2 separate regions of the Anas platyrhynchos genome follow, and region 1 is linked to region 2. Evidence: chromatin contacts called from public Hi-C data. All regions are on one chromosome and are shown on one strand. Each heading gives the region's core, a stretch centred on a gene start, on an enhancer-like site or on the middle of the called end of the contact. The rest is flanking DNA. Distances are from core to core; before and after follow the strand shown. Region 1 holds the start of TOMM20 (translocase of outer mitochondrial membrane 20). Region 2 holds the start of TARBP1 (tRNA guanosine 2 -O-methyltransferase TARBP1).

Region 1 (6,964 bases), core at 4,117-6,616, 240 kb after region 2:
TACAGAAATCATTTTCTAGAAAAAGAAAAATTATTTTTACAACTTACCCTTCAAAAAAATTTATGCTATTACCTTGAGCTAGTAGTTCCTCGCCAAGCTGGATCTCCTCAAGGAAAAACTTCTGAACTGCTTCAGCATCTTTCAGATCAGGCAACTGTAACACACATAGTAAAACTGAAGCTGGCTCTTAAACATTAGTTAATAATTCAGCAGAGATAATTCTCAACTAAAACCAAACATGAACAGCCACACTTTTACACAGAAACTGACAAAGGAAATTAAAAGTATCACCATCGAGTTAAACTTAATGCAGAATGTTTTTGAAAATCAGATTCAAGTCTCAAACTATTGCATCACACGTTCATAGAGGGCCAGAGTCCGAAATACCTCTACTCAGTTTATTATGTACACTGTTTCATAGCAAATAAAAATTCTAAGTAATGTTCATTGCAACTATTAAAATCAGTTAAGATATATTTAACTCTTCGTAAAAGATCCATTGGCAATAAGGAAAGAGAGAAGCAAATCAAATTCCTACAGCAAAAAACTGCCAAGTTCAGCTGTAGCTGTATCTCATCAATGGCTTTTAAATCTGAGAAGTACTTATGGACATACTACAAAGAGGAAAACACCCTCAAGGCACACAGGAAATGTTATACTTTCTAGTACAAGGCCTCTATTTGACTTGAAAAGTCAACAATCATTTCATATGGTTATTTGTGAAATTGTTAAAATATCTGAAGACTGGATATTTGCTGGAAGTGTTTGTAATGCCAGAACCGAAATAGACAAATTGGCCTTTAAACATACTTCACAACTAAACCTGGTATAAATGAAACATCTTTCAAAAATCGCACTGCGTTATTGAGCACAGTATTACCTTGGAAAGCCCTGCTCTCTCTTTGGCAAGCTTCTGTTTCTTCCTTCCTGTAAGAATAAAAATATCATGTGTTTTTAATTTGAAATTAGAAAGTCTTCAGATTATAGTCCTAAACAGTGAACAAGTCAAAGTTATTTTCGAAATAAGAAACTGGGAATATATTCCAAGCACTGAAGGCTGAACACAAGACTGCAACCCACGCTCTGCACCAGAATATCATTTAGAGGCCTAAGAAGGAGGGCTGGCGGTGACACACTGACTCAAAATGACAATCCTTCTCCTGGCTTTGGTAAACACCAACCCCACAGGGCCTGTCGGAGGGCGTACCTCGTGCACTACACAAGCACTGAGAAGAGAATTAGGCTAATACAAGATTTCTCTGCATGACTTTCTAGCAACCATTAGACACAGAAGAGCTGCTATCTAACCTTGAGCCACTTTCACTTGAAAATACACGATGCACCACCAAGAGAAGCTGTAGCAGGTGGCAGCACATCCGTGTTCTTTCCCAGCTGTTTTGCAATGGCACGGGCTTGGGAACTAGTCAAAGAGGTGGCAGCATCTCCCCATCCTGCTGTAAAAGCCATACGAACACACACGTTCGTGAAATTAAATACCCAAGGAGAGCAAATGTTTACAGATGGAATAAACGTTTACAGACTTAATCACCCAACCTGAAGGCATAAAGTTGATCTGCAAAAGAAAACTGTAGCACTCTAGCACAACCAGTGTAATTAAAATGATATATCGCTTGCTTTTAATGCAATTAGGCAGGTATAACGATACTTTATGGCAGCAGCTATTCATGCCAAAAAGAATAATTATCCCAATATAATTACCGCAATTCTAGGGATTTTCTTAGAATATTTTTTGTCATTTGGTTCATCAACTGAAGTAATTACACCAACATAATTTTTACATACAGCCCGTGGTTAAATAACCGTACTCTCACTAGGTGTCATCACCGTCTGCCCTCTGAACACCTACACTGATGAAGAAGAGCTGTCACACCCCTGATTTGTCTCTGAGACAGCTTTACATGCTGGAAACACTTCCAAATAACGTGACTGCAAGTTTTAATGGCCACGAGTTAAGAATTTGAGATTATCCACATGAAGGACACATTCAGGAAACCATTCCCTAGCAGTGACAAGGTGATGTGTGAAACTTATGGACAAGGTCAAGCATGCTTTTTATAAAGGGAATTTCTAACTACGTGGATCACCCTTTTTTTTTTTCTGTGACACCTTAATAACCCTCTGTACTTCACTTTCTACAACATATTGACCAGTGGATAGTATTCTGCAACATCATACACAGCAATACTTTGTGTCACACAGAATCCTAGCTCAGTACAATTACATGATTATAGTTGTTCGCAATATTAAAGAAAAATTTATCCTTTGAAAGTGCCTTCAGTTAGCCCACTTCGAGTTTGTGTAACTTAATGCTTTAGAAAAAACTTGAAACTGCACTACACTAACTGGCATGCCAGTTTTCCTAATACATTAAATCTCAAAGATGAAATCAAAATGAAGATAAGAAATACAAGTGGAATGTTTCACTATAAAAATAAGCCACATTGCAGCTGTAGTGCTTTCAGAAAAAAAAAATCATTGAACACGCACAAGGAAATTGTGCTTTCTTGACAATTTCTAAAAATTACATCGACTATCAGTCACTAGGGTAAGCATTCAGAGATAAAGAAATAATGACATATACTGGCAACTATAAATTTTTAATAAAGGCTTTTGACTACTGATCACTAATGTATAAAACCATACACTTCAACCAGAGACTAAAGAAGGACCGTTAAGAATCACTGAGATTCTAAGATTTAACATTGACCTACAGAATCTTTGAGGTCTGACTACTGTGCAATTTTTCTTTTCTTTTATGCATTTTACAGGATTCTTTATAAGTTCACTAACTAAAAGAATTACAAAAAAAAAAAAAAAAGCTCTGAAGTATATGCAGGAATTCCTCTCTTACTAGTGTCTAAAACTAAATTTAAAACATCTTTCGAACAACAGCCAAAAGTTGCATTTAAAATACACCAAAAAAAAGCAGTGCCTCAGGTAATGAGAGAGGAGGAAGACCAATTTTTTGTTTTATCTCAAGGATCTACAATAAAAGGAAAAACCTCCCTCTGTTCTAAAGACATCACTGCAATCTAAAAAGGGGAAAGACAAAGCCTTAGCCATCTTTCATAGAAGGAATTTAGGCACAATGGAGACCCACGAGCACCCATATAAAACCAGCTCTCGAACAGCACGGGACTTGCAGGTTTTTCAGGCACAGCTCTTGAGTATGGGAAAAAATGTTTCAAATGCAAAGCAGCAACCTGACATTCGGGCATGATTTGCAAAAGTCCTGAGCTGCACCAGCACCTTCATGACCAGTCCCACAACACCGACCCAAAACCCTTTGCCTCTCCATCTCCCAGCTGTGGTGCCCGCCTCCTATGTTCCTCTCTCTCAGGTGAGCAAGACCATTGTCTCTACTTGCACACAAAGCAGTTGCGCCTTGTGTATTCAAGGAGAACAGCAAACTCATGTAAAATCATCTTAAACTAAAGCTGCAGAAACTAGCCAGCTCCAGATGTTTACAGCGTTCCAATCTTCTGGTCCCAAGATTAAATACAATTAAGGACCAGAACTAGGAACACAAAAACTGAAGTAAGAACACCATACCCACTAATTAAGCAAGATTAAGACATCTGGAAAACCAAAGTCCCTGCATCCTTGGAGACTTCCATTTTTTTCCTGAAACCTGAATCCAGGCACTTCATTTTTATTATGGGATTTCCCAATGCAATATTTAGCCCCAGCACATCCCAAACAAAAGGATATAAAATGTAACTGGGATGGCAAAATAGTATCAGATCTTCATTTGTTTGCCAGTGTTTGAGCAAATACAACTGGAAATCTGCTGACACCTGGGAGCCCCTGTCCCTCCTAAAGTCTGGTGACACTGCACTACAGAGGCTGAAAAATAATCTTATCCTAAGAATGTTTACCCATTCTAAAGATGGTTTCCACAGTTTTTTAATACAACGCTCCTGCTGTTGCCCAAGAAGCAGCACATCTTCACCCAAGGAAGGGCTGCTGCACTGGGCCTTGCTTTTGCCCAGTATTTCAGAGTGAGCTTCACCATCCAACGGCAAAAATTCTGTAACGATCTGGTCACTGATAACACCACAGAAGCCTCCAAGCTGCAAAGTTACAGCATTGCGTCCTGAATATTACCTAAAGCCTCCCATCTAGAAGCAGCGTATCGCGCAGAAGGATCTGAGGTCTTTCAGTTGAGTTCTCCAAAGAACAGCTACTTCTTACCAAAACACAGCAGATTTTTTCCATTTTTAAAGAAAAAGTCAGTTCTTAATCCCAGCAAGTCCCTCAGCATAATTTTTAGAGCCAGCCTAAGGTTTGTTCAGAACATTATACCTGGCAGAAGCCCACCTAACGAAAACAACAGGATGCAAAGATCACTTTGGATGGTTCTGTAAAAAATCTTATGTAATCCAGTACCCTCTCTCCTACACAGCCAATTACACCGCTGAAACCTAGGTTTCTGCTGCGAGACAAATGAACTCCAGCTCACTGTACTGAAAATCGTCGATGCCTTGCAGCGTGGGGTGAGAAGTGCCTGGAGGCCAGGCCACCACCACACCGTGCTGCTGCGGTGCTCCCCACGTGAGCACGGCCGCCAGGCTGGGTGCGCTTGCTGGGGAAGCCTACCCTGAGGGGCATTTCTGGGAATTTGAGTGATTTCTGGGAATTTGAGTGCTTTCTGATCTGCTCGGTTACTGCAGGGTGCCTGCCCCTCTCCCCACGGCAGGAGGGGCCCGTTTGGGCTGCTCGGGGCGCCCACCCCGATGTGGCCGTGACACGGAGCCAGTGTCGAGGACGTGAAATAACGGCGAGCCACGGGCGGAGCTCCACGTTTTGGATGATCGCCCTTTTCCTCTGGCATTCATTCTTATCCTGGCGGCCAGGGCCGAGGCCGCCAGGAGGGTTTCAGAATGCGGCGGGGGCGAGATGCAGCCCCATAAATCCCCTTCACCCACCCCCGCCTCAGGACGCCCCCTCCCCCCTCCGCTGTTTCCCGCCGGCGGGAGGGCGCCGCGCGGCCGCCACGTGCCGGGCCCGGGCGGGAAGGGGCGCCACGGCCGTAACGGCTGCAACAGAAATGCAACGGCGCGGGGGGAGCCGTTGGGTCCCGCTGGTGCCGGTTGCGCGGCGCGGACACTCACGCTCCCGCAGGCGGCTCTTGAAGTTGGGGTCGCTGCGCCGCTTGCGGTCGAAGTAGATGCAGTACCCGATGAAGAGCGCCCCGCATAGCCCCGCGGCGATGGCGCTGGTCCTGCCCACCATCATGGCGCGCGGCGCCCACCGACGGCCCCGCGGCGCCGCCGAGCTCCGCAGGCACCTTGGGCCGGGCGGGCAGCGGAAGGCGACGCCGCGACGCGCTTCCGACGCGCCCCCACCCGCTCCCTCCCACCTCGCGTCATCGGCCGCCGCCGCCGCGCTCCCGCCCCGCCCCACGGCGCATGCGCGGCCGGCGGGCTCCGGGTGCGGGCAGGGAGGGAGGCAGCAGGCAGAGCACCCAACAGCCCAGCAGCTCCGCACCGAGGCTTTATTAACACAGCGCCGCGTCCGGGGCTATTTCTTCTTCCCGGGTCTCCTCTTGGCAGCGCCTTTTCTCAGTCTCTTGGTCCTGGCGCCCCGTGCGCAGGGCGCTGCCTTCTCTCCCACGAAGGAGGCGCTGTGCACGCTGCCGCTGCGGGTGGGTGCCGCGCTGCGAGCCCTGCCCTTGGCGCCGCGGGGCTGGCCGGCCGCTCGCCGCGCCGCGCTGCCCTTCTCCACGCAGCGCTTCACACGCACCTTCCGCCCCTGCAGCGCCGAGTCGTTGAGCTTCAGAGCCAGGTGCACGGCGTCCGTGTTCTGTGGGAACAGGCACACGCCTTAGCCTCAGCGTGCTCCCGGCTGGTGACTTCCCGACACGCGGCTGCCACATGCTCTTGAAAATGAGCTCGCAAACAGCTTACACGAGGCGTGAGAGACACAGGCAGAAACTGGTAAAAAAGGTCTTGGGCTGCAGGAGGTAAACTAAGGAAGGTGAGGCTGGGAGAAAAATACGAGAAGCAAGTCATACAAAGCCTAAATGGGCAGAACTAGCCGCAGAACTGGCAGGAGAAAAGAATTCCGCTTATATTTTGAAACAAGAAATGGGAGAATGTTGCAGTTACACCAAGCAAGCTCATCTTTTCCTCCTATAAATCTTTTCCTTAAAGGTCATTTCTTTAACCCCAATGTTTTGCAGCTTTTCTTTGTACTTTACCTAAAATAGTTTGCTTTCATGAGCTTCCACAGGACCGGTCTTCCAAGCTACTTTTAAGGTACAAAACAATGCTACCACGTACCACATACATATCCAAAATAGCAAAAGGTCAGAAAAAGCTGTAAAAGCAAATCCCAGCTCAGATTTTGAAGAATTCCCAGTGTCCTGAGCGTGCCACACATACGTACCTCAAAGAGAATGTAGCCAAAGCCCTTCCCCATGCCGGTCTGCCTGTCTCGCACAATTCGCACTGCTACCACATCTCCGCAGTCAGCAAAGTGTTCTCTCACGGCATCATCGCTGATGTCTGCAGGAAGCACAGTAAAACAGACGTCTCCTCAGTCAGAGAGACCACTTTAAAAGCCTACCCCAAATCCACATATTTTATATTTTACCACCTTAGGTACACAATATATGTATTTAGATAGAATTTTTTTTTGTATCAGTGCATAAGTATTGGTGGTTCAGAAAAATACCAGCTGGTTGACAATGCAGACTTTATAAAGGGCTGTTTACTTTGACACTCACCGATTTGCTAGCTTTGAAGAGTACAATACAAATCACAAAGGAGAATGAAGGCAAAGATCAAAAGATTTTTAAAAAATAATTTAATTTATGATTTGAAAATACTGAAAATGAAGATTCATTAAGATTCTTGTAGCTCCTTCTTATGCCGGAATCTGTTTCTAAGAATTACTAACTGATGACACCAAGCTTGAGCTGGCAGTTCTTGAAGCGTAA
Region 2 (6,960 bases), core at 988-3,487:
AAGATAATAAGCAATATGGTAGGATTTCTTGTTGCTGCATCTCAGAACAGCACTGACAGTGAAAACTTAACAAAAAGCTGCAAATAAAATGAAGAAAAAAGTGAGAGTTAATCACCTAATACTTTAGAGATGCTTCAGAAAATGTTGTCTTACCTTTTTCCCCTGATATAGCATGTTCGTATAAACTGTTTAGTTTTGGTAATACTGGCTTTATGACATGGATCTGAAATGCAAATCAGATACAATGTAAGTAGTCAGTTTACAATTTCAAATCTAAGAACTGGCACTTAGTCATGAGCTAGAATTTACTGTCAATAGCATCAATGTAGCAATTGACAATAAAACTGCATTTAAATAAACAAACATACTCTGCAATGCCTGTGCAACTCATCCAAGGACTTGGTGTGCAACAGGAAATCGTAGGCTACAGATTAAGACGAATTGTTACTTCTTTGCTACTGTATCATAATGGTAATCCTTCCCAATAACCAACCCTTCTATTCATCACAATTAGAATGTGAAGCTTTCAAATCAAACAGCACAAACCTCTGAAGTTAAACGCTTTGATAATGACTATTCTCTCAGTTACAGGACAATCATGCACAAATAATGCAAGATAAGTAAACTACAAACAGGTAATCACAACTAATTTATACCATGCAACTGCAGAGGGTCTCAGGTCAAAAGCAATCTTTCTACCAAGTTCACCGGCCTCTGAGTCAAACTTGGAATTACTTCCATCCAAGGGCACAAAGTGCTTTACTTGGAGATGTAGTGTCCTCTACTAAGAAGAGGTTACTGAGTGTAATAGCCTGATTTTTGCTGAGAAATGGGTTACCTCGCTGGGTAACCCAACGGGTCTTGCAATAAGCTGCAACCTGGGTTTTCCTTCCTTAGTTCAATGCACAGCCGTAACCAGATTTCAGAGAGAGATGGGAATGCATTCCAAACTATGCTTGCTGCATTTTAAAGATTAAAATTCAAAATGAATCATGCCTGACGATGCTTAAACGCCTTCAATGGCCCAAACTGTAAATGCTTATACTGTAGGGGCCAGAAGCTATGGCGCAGGAGCTGCCCCCAGGCTTTCCGGCGCCCTCACCTGGTTTCCCTCCAGGGTTTCCAGCACCAAGATGTAGGTCTCCCAGAAGCGCAGCAGCGCCTCGTTCTCCTCGGCAGACCACCAGAAGAGGCTGGGCTCTGCAGGCAACGCAGACAGCTCGCTGACACCGCGCTGAGGCGGTGCCACAGGAGCCCTCCGGGGAGGGGGCCACACACACAGCAGGGGCCGGGAGGCGACGCGGTGCCTCCCCCCCATCCTTACCGTCCCCGCCGTCGGGGGGGCAGCGCAGGCAGGCTGCCTGCCCCCCGCAGAGATCCACGGCCCTCTTCAGCAGGTAGCGGGCCCTCCTGCGGCACAGCCCGTCCCCGCGGGCCAGCCCCTGCTGCACCAGCCTCCAGAAGCGAGGGCAGAGCCTGGCGTCGGGCCCTGCCGCGGCGCCGCGGGGCAGCAGCGCGTCGCACAGGGCGCTCAGCGCCAGCAGCGCCCGCCCGGCCCCGGGGGGCTCCCCGCCGGCCCCCAGCAGCCCCTCCCAGACGCGGCCCAGCGCCTCGCCGTTGCCGCCCAGCGCCGGCAGCAGCCGCCCGGCCGCCAGCGCCGCCGCCGCCTCGGCCTCGCCGTCGTCCCGCAGCAGCGCCAGCGCCGCCGCCACGCTCCGCGCCACCAGCGCCGGCTCCTCCAGCCAAGGCGCCGCCGCCGCCAGCGCCTCCACCGCCGCCTCGGCTCCTGCCCCACCGCCTCCTCCTCCTCCCTCCAGCTCGGCCAGCGCGTCGCGGGCCAGGCGTGCGGCCAGCGGCGCCCCGCAGAGCTGCACGCAGTGCCGCAGCGCGCCCCGCAGCGCCCGGCACAGCCGCAGCCGCTCGGCGCACGCCGCCCCCCCGGCCGCCCCTTCCCCGAGCCGCAGCAGCGGCCGGCAGCGCTCCAGCGCCACCTCCCAGGCTGCCCGCCGCAGCGCCTCGCCCGCCGCCGCCTGCCCCTCGCCCTCGCCCTCGGCCGCCGCCGCCAGGCGCTGCAGCAGCAGGCGCAGCGCCTCCGCGCGCTCGGCCGACAGCGGCGCGCACACGGCCCGCAGCAGCGCGCAGGGGTCGCCGCCGCGGGCCAGCAGCGCGTCGGCCAGCACCACCTCCATGCTGAGGGAGGGGACTCGGCGCGGTGCGGCTCGGCTCGGTGCGGGGCCGGTGCGCAGGCGCGGCCCCGGTGCGGAGGGGTGGGGAGGCGGGGCCGGGCCGCTGCGTCCCGCTGAGGGGAGGGAGGGAGGGGCCGCCATGTTGGGGGGCAGCGGGAGGGGTTGGGGACGGGGTGGGGGTCTCCTTCCCACCAGGTGTAGTGCGCAAAGTGTGGTGTTCGCCCGTGCTTGCTGTTGCCGTCTGTTCCAATAAATAAAGTATTTTCTAGTTTCCAGACCTGACCCGTGATCGTGGCCATTGTTATAAATGAAGTCTCAATCTGAATGTAGTAATATTTATAAAAAGAATATTTCTAAAAGGTATAAAAGGCAAGTAAACAGTGCTGGGTGTGCAGGGAGTCTACGCTCTACCAACACGCACACATGAACATCAAACATTCTAAACATACAGAACATTGCTTTACATACTAAACCCAAGTACGCCTATACATACATACAATCAGAAAAGGTAACAAACAATCCTTTAAGTTCCATGACTGAACAGTCTCCATTTTCCATTCCTTTTCTTGATTACAAACAAGTCTCCATTTTCCATTCCCTTTGAACAATATGTCTCGCTTTAAGTTGTCAAGCAACTCGGCCTTTGGGCCTTACGTATCCCGTTCTTCCTGGATCGAACAAAAGCATATCCATCTCCTTTTCAAGGCCAATAGGCCTGGGTCAAAAGGCACGTCCAGGTCACCAGGGGGCGGAACAGCAAAGGCCTGCGATGGCTGTAGCGGCAGAGGGGCCCATGGCGTAGCAGACTTTCAGTCTTTTTTTTCTTTTCTTTTCTTTTTTTTTTTCTTCTTGAGAACAGGCTTCTCTCGTATACCCTTCTCCCCACAGCAGTCCTTTTCAAAAACAACTTTTCATCGGTCAAACAACTTTGCATATAACAGCAACAGCAAACACAGAGAAACTTCCATGCCTCAACCTCTGGAGAACAAGCAACCCAAGACTGCATAGAGTCTCCTGAATCACCCTTCTTTGTTCCTTCTAAACTCTTTTACATTCCTGATGACCTCATCGTTCAGAGTCTAATGTTATCATCAACCACAGGGCTTGCCAACCCCCATGGCCACACTCGCACATCTCCCCTTTCTTCATTAATATCAACCATCTTCTCGACATGAATTACCACTCCATATATGACCCATGATCATGGCCATGAAGCCTACCTGAGAGCCCTTCATCTGCCCCATAAAACACTTTCTAGTTTCAAGATCTGACCCATAGTCGTGGCTGTGAAGCCTACCTGAATGCCCTGCATCTGCCCCGGGAAAACTGTAGGAAAACAGGGCACTGGCACCATGCCGTTAGCTCCTTAGCTGTGTGCCAGCAGCTGGCGTGGGGACCAGGGCAGTTTGATGTAGCCAAAAGGGAAAAAGGAAAGCAGGCTGATTTCCAGGGGGTGTAATTTCTAATTTCTATCTTTTTTTTCACAGCACTTCGAAAATGGTCACAGACTGCTCTCCGGGAAGATGTCACAGAGAGAGGCAAACGTGGAACTTTCTGGTCCCATGAAAGCAAAGGACAGCAGATTCCCTGCACAGCAGCACTAGGAAAGCACAGTTTCTGATGGATATGGGAGTTACCATGGCTAACTTCTCAGGCATCTAATGAAAAAGGCCTCTTGAAGTTTTCACTGTGAGCTCCCACTTGATCTTTTTCTCCAAATCACACAAGTATAGTCTCTCTCCTTTCCCTGGCTACACACTTCCCCGATACATTTTTGAAATTTGTGATCTTTGAGAGTCTACTGACTGCAGAAGAGCTGAAGCTTGTTACTGCAAGGGACCTATAGTGTGACTGACTGCCTATGAGGTAAATTCCAGAAAAAGAAGGGGAAAAAGAACTATTTTAGACCTGCTAGTTAACGTGGTTTCCATATGCCTTCACAGTCTGCGTGTATTTAGTTACATATAAAATACATAATCCAGAAAAAGCTTAAGAGAACAATTGAAATTCATACATTTATTTAAATGTAAAGTAAAATATAGCGCTTTGTTTCACACACACACACACACACACACACACACACACACACAAACCCCAAAAAACGACATTTTTTCAGAGGAGGAATGACAGAATATACAAAATTACTAAATGGGATGCTTGCAGCTGAAATCTCTTTCATGCCATAATACATTTTGTCTGCTCTTCCAGTTGCTCTGATGTCTTTCTTCAAAGTTCTTCATTTCTTACATCATGCAGTCAAGATGAATTGTGGGTGTTTCTTTCAGCAGGTCTGAATAAGTCCTGAAAAGGGGTCATTTCTTTATTTCAATCTGTCTTCTCTTCCAGGCACCTGTAGGACTTAACTGAATGAAGCATTAAAGGTCTGTACAACATGTAATAATCAATACAATAAAATACTAGGTGCTTTGCTGGTCTCCATTATTGCCTGATTTCATCCTTGCTATTATTTTTATGACAATGGGGTGCCAATTCTAAAGCCCTATTACATCAACTTAAACATCAGCATTTAAATTTGGACTGGTTTACTGCAGATCATTTTTTCAGACAAAAAGAAGTGGGTGAGAAATTAAGCCCATGGGAGATTAGGCTGGGGAGCATCTGAGCAGAATGTGATGCAGGGAAAAAAAAAAAAAAAAAAAAAAAAAAAAAGTGGTTACGGAGTTAAGAGAGCAAAAAGGAACAATAGGTATCATCAAAAGGAAATATTTTTCCCTTCTTGGCTGGTGCTGAATGCAGCAGAAAGACACTCGATAATACCTAACAATCTAGTCAGTCCATACGTAGCAAGCTTTACGTTTGCTATTAGCAGTATGTTAACAATAGGAACAGTAGTGGTGGTTCTGCCAAATGCCAAGAGAAGGTTCCACAAATTTTATACTTCAGTAGACACTCCATGAACATGATGACTTTTCCACAGTCTGAGCTCGATACTTCTGCTGTATGTTGGGGATTGTTCAAAATCCTCTTCCAAGAAGCAACATTTTATAATTTTCAGGTGGCAAGAGCTACAGCATTCACACCCCCACACCACACTCCTTAGTGCTCAGAACCCTGAATTTGTGCCTTCCAGCTCTATACTCCCAACACGTAGCCCTACCTCACCAAACACCATGTCCCATTCTGTTTTCCCCACCTCCCAATCCTATTCTTTTCCACCCTTATTTCCAAGACAGCCCTGCTCCCGGGCCCCAGCCTGCCAGTTGCAGGCACCTCTGGGATCCCAAATCCTTTTCACCCTAGCCTTAATGTACCAACCCCGGCACTCAGAGCATCCCACCCTCTGCACTTCTATTTGAAAGATGTTCTGTAGTTCCTCATCTATCCAGGTCCCCTCCAGCCTCAGCATACTGCTTAGATCAAAGGCTGAAATACCTTGGTTGCTTTTCATTTGTTTGTTGGTTGGTTAGTTGTATTTTGTTGTGCTGTTTGTTTACTAAACTGCAGCTGTTTTCTTTACCTCTGCTACCTGAGATATCCACCCTCATTCTGATTAATCTGCTTTGGAAACCTGGGACTGAGAGGTATTACTTGAAACATCAAAACCAGTCCACAATGGCAGCAGACAGCCCTGAAATAAATGGCCAGTCTGGACGTGTCCTTGTCACAGGCCACTACTATCTATAGGCCACAAAACACTTCTCAACACCCCATAACAGATGAAGGGCTTACTGCACTCTCCTCTCCCGTAAGCAGCTTGTCCGTGCTGTTTAATACTATTACTCAGCCTCTGGGAGGCAGCACAGAGATGAGAAATGCATATTAGTGTTGATTCACGTCTGAACTACTATAACACTGCCTTTGCTGATGATTAGGGTTTCCAGCACATGGCAACTAGCTGACCGAGCTCGGGCTGATTTTACAACTCACGTACTTAACAATATTTATTGGATTTCAGTATTTTTTTTACCTTTTTTTTTTTTTTTTTTTTTAAGTAACTTGTTATGCTACACCTTTTTAGCACTACAAGAGGGCTAAGGTTCCTTCCTCATGCCTCTAGTTAGAAAATCAGTGCCCTAGTTAGGTGCATGCTCTCTTAGTAAACTGGAACCTTGTTCTGATGTAAATGTTTTCCCCTGTAATCACACAATCAGGCAATCCTGTGTGAGAAACAGTCCAGTGATGACCATTCCAGCACTCAGTTATATTGGAAAAGGGTCATAGACAAAATTGCAGTCTAAACTACAGACAGGTATTTCAAAGTTTTGGAAATCCCCAGGTACAATTCTGGAAGGTCACTGCTGAGCTGAGCCACCGTGATAGATCATTAGAGCAAGGCCGTACAGATGTCTTTGAAAAAGCTTAGTTTTGGTGGTAGTTTTGGATCACATTAAATATCTCCCTTCTCGTGAAGAAAGATAGTCTTGTACCATCACCTGCACATTTCCAGGTAATTCTGCACAGTTCATAACGTGCAGTGGGTTTTGTTCAGAAACGTGAGTGAAGGCTTCCTCATCTCTGCACAACAGCAGATGGTGCTGTTGTCACTGACAAGTGCCTTCCAGTTTAATTTTCTGGAGAAAAGAAAGTACGTGACCGTGGAGAAAAAGAAAGGAAAGGAAAAGAAAAAGAATAGGAGAAGAAGATAACTGCCATTTCCTGGATTTTTAACTAGAGAAAGTAAGAAACGCAAAGAGAAGAATGATAAACGCAGAGAAAATCAAAAGGGCTATCTAAAAGAGAGACCAGATCTGTAATTTTCAAGAGGTGCTAGTACAGATGAAGGTGTAAATGCAATTAGGAGAGGCAGAGAGGC

The links. Hi-C and Micro-C count contacts between places; a contact is called where the count stands out from the background.
Region 1: a Hi-C map of subcutaneous adipose tissue shows a contact between it and region 2, with 2.8 times the contacts expected there. The contact joins the promoter of TOMM20 here to the promoter of TARBP1 in region 2. A contact is called at or near these places in 4 of 8 Hi-C or Micro-C datasets (F1 follicle, liver, skeletal muscle and 1 more).

What each region holds. Positions count from the first base shown.
Region 1 is chr3:26,958,284-26,965,247 of IASCAAS_PekinDuck_T2T, forward strand. TOMM20 (translocase of outer mitochondrial membrane 20) reads right to left here and starts at 5,367. Exons shown (of 5, transcript XM_027453760.3): 1 at 5,136-5,367; 2 at 881-927; 3 at 73-154. The coding sequence starts at 5,259. It overlaps RBM34 (RNA binding motif protein 34), which reads right to left. Exons shown (of 11, transcript XM_038176161.2): 10 at 6,412-6,530; 11 at 5,505-5,826. The coding sequence ends at 5,545. LOC113843398 (small nucleolar RNA SNORA14) reads right to left here and starts at 4,910; the gene lies at 4,779-4,910.
Region 2 is chr3:26,723,996-26,730,955 of IASCAAS_PekinDuck_T2T, forward strand. It overlaps TARBP1 (tRNA guanosine 2 -O-methyltransferase TARBP1), which reads right to left and starts at 2,238. Exons shown (of 30, transcript XM_038176924.2): 1 at 1,325-2,238; 2 at 1,103-1,200; 3 at 154-223. The coding sequence starts at 2,189.